2 separate regions of the Mustela erminea genome follow, and region 2 is linked to region 1. The links are chromatin contacts, called in public Hi-C maps. All regions are on one chromosome and are shown on one strand. Each heading gives the region's core, a stretch centred on a gene start, on an enhancer-like site or on the middle of the called end of the contact. The rest is flanking DNA. Distances are from core to core; before and after follow the strand shown. Region 1 holds the start of FAM8A1 (protein FAM8A1). Region 2 holds the start of NHLRC1 (E3 ubiquitin-protein ligase NHLRC1).

Region 1 (2,700 bases), core at 145-2,644:
TTCGTAACTCCGTCTGCATTCATGCCAATCTCCGTTCATATCCGTCAGCTTCATTAATTCCCCTATCAATGATACCGATACTACCATTTATCATCACAGACCGCATCATACATAATAAGTCCACGTCTGGATTATTCCCAGCACGACCCGCACCCCCGACCCCGACCCCGCCCCTGCCCTCAGAGTGGGTTTGCCACCCGAGAATGAAGCTCTGAGCTCGGTCTCCACAGCACAGAGATCAAGCGGCTAGTCTCCTGAGCAAACATCTCCTTACACGTGGAGACGACTAGTCCCAGGAATAAGGGAATCAGGTCGGAGGACCAGGTCTAAAGGAAAAGGAACCCGTACAGCCTCGCCGCACACTTCAGGAACTTCCAGCCTGGGCGAACGACCGCCGCAGGACGCCGAGAAACACCAACCCGCGCGGCTGCAGCGGTTACGGAAGTCGAAAGCGCGGCCGCTCTACCCCCCGCAGAGCTCCCCTAAGACCCTCCCGCTCCGCCCCGCCCCGCCTCTCCGTCGCGCTTCTCACCTGCCTGCCGCCCCGTCTCGCTCGGGCTTCGCGAAGGGGCGCCGGATCCCACTCTGGTCACTGGGGCTGTCCGGACGGGTCCCTGCCCGTGCGGAGCCCGGGCTCCCAGGCCCGCGACCGGAGCAGCGGCGGTGATGCCGGTAGCCGCTCTCGGGTCAGGCCCGGCGGCCGCGGCGCTCAGGAAGTAGAAGGGGTTGTAATAGCCCAGCTGGAGGGGCGGCAGCGCCGCGGCCTGGGGGGCGGCGGCGCCACCGCCCGAGGGGTAGCTCGGCGGGGGCGGCTGGGGGCTGCAGTAGGCGGGGAAGGCGGCCAGGCCGCTGTGCCAGGTGAGGTAACCGCAGTAGGACTGCCACAGCCACTCGTGCACCTGCCGGGAATACTCGCGGGCGCTCAGCCGCGCCGGCCTCTCTCGCGGCGCGGCGGCCTCGGGAGCCTCGCGGCCAGCCGGCTCCTGCAGCCCCGCGCGAGGGCCCGGGGCCGCCTCCCCGCACTTCCCGGGCTCGCGCAGCGGCTCCGACTCCTCAGTGGTGCCCGCGGCGGGCGCGGGGCCCGGGACGGGGGGCCTGCCCGGGGCCTGGGGTTCGGCCTGCGGCCCGTCCCGGGGCCGTGGGGCGGCGGCGGCAGGAGAGCCTCTCAGGGAAGAGACGGGCTCCGGGTCTCCTCCGCCGTCGTCCTGCCCAGGAGGGCGGCCTCGGGCTTCCTCCGGCCCCTCTGCCATCGTCGCCTCAGCAGCACCCTCGGCGGTCCTGTCACTGCGCCGTCTCCCTCCCCCACTAGCCCCTCCCCAACGGCCGGGTCGCCACCGCAGCAGCCGCAGGCGTCAACAATCCGCCACCGGAAGCGGAAACCCCGCCTCTCCCCGGCGTCGCAGGCCGCTGGGCGGAGCCGGGGAGGGAGGGCGTGGAGGAGGGGCAGCGTGCAGCAGCGCGGGCGGCCGGCGTCGGGCGTCTCAGCTGACCGGAGCTCCTGGCTCCTCGGTTGTTCGGACCAGATTGCCCGCTCCCTCGCCAACTCTCACGGTCTTCATGAAGTCTAAGGCCCGTGGCTTCCCCACATCATCCCCTGGGAGGTGGACTCAGGCTGTCCCAGGAGAAATTGCGGAGGGAGGAGGAGGATTTCCGAGGGAGGTCCGGGGTCCCAGGTTTCGGTGACGAGCCGCGGCTGCGGGTCTCCAGGCACGGGGCTTGTTGCTTACTCCGCCTGCGTTCTTTCCAGGAATCAGCCCTGGCCGTGTGTACTCAAGACGGTGACGCAAGACCTGTCCCCGGGGTTAAGGGTTAAGAAATTAATCACCAAACTACAGTATGGCTCGGCTGCAGGGATTTTCAGTGCAGAGGACGGGAAGTGGGATTATAGGGATTATGTTGATTTAAGATCGAAACTCGTCCTTATGCTGGAGCTAACCTGTGTCGCTAAAATCTTACTTTCCACTGCTGTAGCCTAGCAACACTGCCTTTCCTCAAGCCATCGTCTCGGCCTTTAGTGTATCTATTCCTTTATACTCTTACGGCAAGACCCGTTCGTATCCCAGGGCTTTGGAGCCTTCTCTGAATACTCGGGCCCAGGCATGATTTCCCCTTCCTCTGAACTGTATATAGCACCTTATATTTTTATATTTTAATATACTTCCAAATGTCATGAAGTTGACTAAGTGATAGGAGAATGTTTTTGTATCGCGGTACCATTCTGAAGACCTTTAGGGGCTAAGTACTGTGGTTACACTTGTTGCTAGTGATGTCCAGAAACATTCTTGACTGCCCTGGGAACTAGAATAGTAAAAGGGTTGACTTTTGCCCTTAAAAGGTTCAATAGCTCATATGATTAAAGGGAAGGACCTTTCATGAAACACTCGAAGACCTATTTAAGACAGTATAAGTATAATAAGAATCCAAAGTAAGGGAGGGATCATGGTGGTCTATAGCTAGCAAGGTTACTCTTAACATGTTTGGTTTTAAGAATTGTGAGGAAGTTGGAGCATTTATGCAAATAAGCATTCCAACTCTGGAGGGTTCTGGGACTAGGGGTGGCAGGAGAAGCAAGAAGAAATGACGGTGATGTGGAATGAGTGGGAAATATTGCAGTTATTAGGGGCATGGACTTTGTTTTCAATATCATTGATGAGCACATGGCAGAGTGCCACCTGCATAGTAGACATTTATAGTAATCAG
Region 2 (2,700 bases), core at 15-2,514, 420 kb before region 1:
GCTGGAGGAACCCAGCCTGGTGCTGACTGGAAGGGGCTGCAGTGAGTGGTTTTCAAACTTAGCCGCACATTAGAATCACCCGGGGGGAGCCTTCACGAATTCCAGCTGCCCAGGCCGCACTCTGCACCAGCAAAACCTCCAGAGAGGCCCAGGAATTCACCACGTGCCAAGTTTACCAAGGCTGAGAACCTCTGGATAGAGACGAGGGGGGGGCTCTGCAAACAGCCGGGCTTCAAATCCCAGCCCAGTCCCTTCCTGGCCAGGTGACCCCCGGCCGGATACTTAGCTCTGTGAACTCTACACCAGAAAAGGGGTGAGGGAAATAATAAGCCCTTTATAGGATTGTCCTGAGCTTTAAGTAAGCTAATCCATGTCAACCACTTAAAAGGAGGCAGTACGGATTATGAAGTGCTGCAGCAATTATGATCGCCAGCGTTCTCATTTCATATTCCTCTGGCTGACTTTCCCAGCCATGGCTCCCCCATAGGACACTCATTCACCCAGACCGCGTCTTCTATGGTCCTTTATCATGGCTTTGTTCATTCGCGAATTCATTTTTTTTTTTTAATTTTATTTATTTGACAGAGAACACAAGGAGGCAGAGGCAGACGGGGGTTAGGGGAAGCAGGTTCCCCGCAGAGCAAAGGGCCCGATGTGGGGCTCGATCCCAGGACCCTGAGATCATGACCTGAGCTGAAGGTAGAGGCTTTAACCCACTGAGCCACCCAGGCGCCCCTACACGAATTCATTTTTACGAGTATTCATAAAGCAGCTACTCTACTACAGGTGTGATGAAGGCAACAGGCACACCTGCCTCACCCCCTCGGTCCCCCCCCCCCCAAGGGTCTGCGTTTCCCAGTCAGATCCTAATGGTCATGAGCTGTGAGACCGCGCTTTGTGCCTGGCACGTCCTACCACTCAGCACCCAGCACCCAGCACCCAGCACCCAGCACCACGGGCTGGAGACGGCAGAGTACCACCGCCGGAACACCGTGTTCTAGCTCCTGCTCTGCCACGTGCAGCCTGGGTAATCGGGAGCAAGCTCCGCGAGCTCCTGCAACAGCTGCGCTTCCTCGCGCGTCCAGCGGAGCCGACGCGCCCACACTGTCGCGAAGTCGCGCGGATACAGCTCGCAGGCGTCCACGCCCGGGCCCTCCCGCGTCAGTACCGCGCGCGCCCGCCAGGGGTCAGCAGGCCGCGCCGCCCGGCGGCTGCGCGCTGGACCCGCGACGTCAGCACCGGCGCCGCGCCCCGCCCCGCCCCGTGACCGTGACCGAGCGCGGCGCGCGGACGCGGCGGCCCGGTGGACTGGCGGCGGCCCGGGGGAAGGCCGGCGGCCGCGCGATGGGGGCCGAGGCGTCGGGGAGCGGGCCGGCGCTGCAGGAGCTCGTGCGCGAGGCCGAGATCAGCCTGCTCGAGTGCAAGGTGTGCTTTGAGAGGTTCGGCCACCGCCAGCAGCGGCGCCCGCGCAACCTGCCCTGCGGCCACGTGGTGTGCCTGGCCTGCGTGGCCGCCCTGGCGCACCCGCGGACGCTGGCCCTCGAGTGCCCCTTCTGCCGCCGGGCCTGCCGGGGCTGCGACACCAGCGACTGCCTGCCGGTGCTTCACCTCCTGGAGCTCCTGGGCTCGACGCTCCGCCCAGGCCCCGCCGCCCCCCGCGCCGCGCCCTGCGCCCCCGGGGCCCTCACCTGCCACCGCGCTTTCGGAGGCTGGGGGACCCTGGTCAACCCCACGGGCCTGGCGCTGTGTCCCAAGACGGGGCGGGTCGTGGTGGTGCACGACGGCAGGAGGCGGGTCAAGATCTTTGACTCCGGGGGCGGGTGTGCTCACCAGTTTGGAGAGAAGGGGGAGGCTGCCCAGGACGTTAGGTACCCGCTCGATGTCACCGTCACCAACGACTGCCATGTGGTTGTCACCGACGCCGGCGACCGTTCTATCAAAGTGTTTGATTTCTTTGGCCAGATCAAGCTCGTCATTGCAGGCCAGTTCTCCTTACCTTGGGGCGTGGAGACCACCCCGCAGAACGGGGTCGTGGTGACTGATGCGGAGGCAGGCTCGCTGCACCTGCTGGAAGTCGACTTCCCCGAAGGGGTCCTCCAGAGGACAGAGAGGTTGCAAGGTCATCTGTGCAGTCCCCGCGGGGTGGCCGTGTCTTGGCTCACCGGGGCCATTGCTGTCCTAGAGCACCCTCTGGGTCTGGGGAGCGCGGTCGGCAGCACCACGGTGAAGGTGTTCAGCCCGACTATGCAGCTGATCAGCCAGGTGGATAGCTTTGGGCTGAGCCTCTTTTTCCCCTCCAGAATAACTGCCTCCGCCGTGACCTTTGATCACCAGGGGAATGTGATTGTTGCTGATACTACTGGTCAGGCTGTCCTATGCTTAGGAAAACCTGAGGAATTTCCAGTCCTGAAGCCCATCATCACCCACGGTCTTTCCCATCCGGTGGCACTGACCTTCACCAAGGAGAATGCTCTTCTCGTGCTGGACAGTGCAGCCCATTCTATAAAAGTCTACAAGGCGGACTGGGGGTAAAGGGGTGCGGTGGGGGCTCTGGGGTCTGCAGGCACAAGCCCTGAAATGCCACTAATGAATTGTTTAATCTTGGATCGGTTAATCTCATTTCTCCAACAGGGATCATTCTAGCTGCCTGGCAAGCTTACAAAGGTAGAGGTAATTATTAAAGAATAATAATAAAGAAAT

Evidence for each region. A called contact is a pair of places that touch in the nucleus more often than the background predicts.
Region 2: a contact with region 1 is called in a Hi-C map of spleen, with 5 times the contacts expected there. The contact joins the promoter of NHLRC1 here to the promoter of FAM8A1 in region 1. A contact is called at or near these places in 2 of 3 Hi-C or Micro-C datasets (fibroblasts and spleen).

Annotation. Positions count from the first base shown.
Region 1 is chr4:140,846,633-140,849,332 of mMusErm1.Pri, reverse strand. It overlaps FAM8A1 (protein FAM8A1), which reads right to left and starts at 1,394. Exons shown (of 5, transcript XM_032341193.1): 1 at 533-1,394. The coding sequence starts at 1,250.
Region 2 is chr4:141,262,482-141,265,181 of mMusErm1.Pri, reverse strand. NHLRC1 (E3 ubiquitin-protein ligase NHLRC1) reads left to right here and starts at 1,264. Exons shown (of 1, transcript XM_032341194.1): 1 at 1,264-2,700. The coding sequence starts at 1,345. The coding sequence ends at 2,532.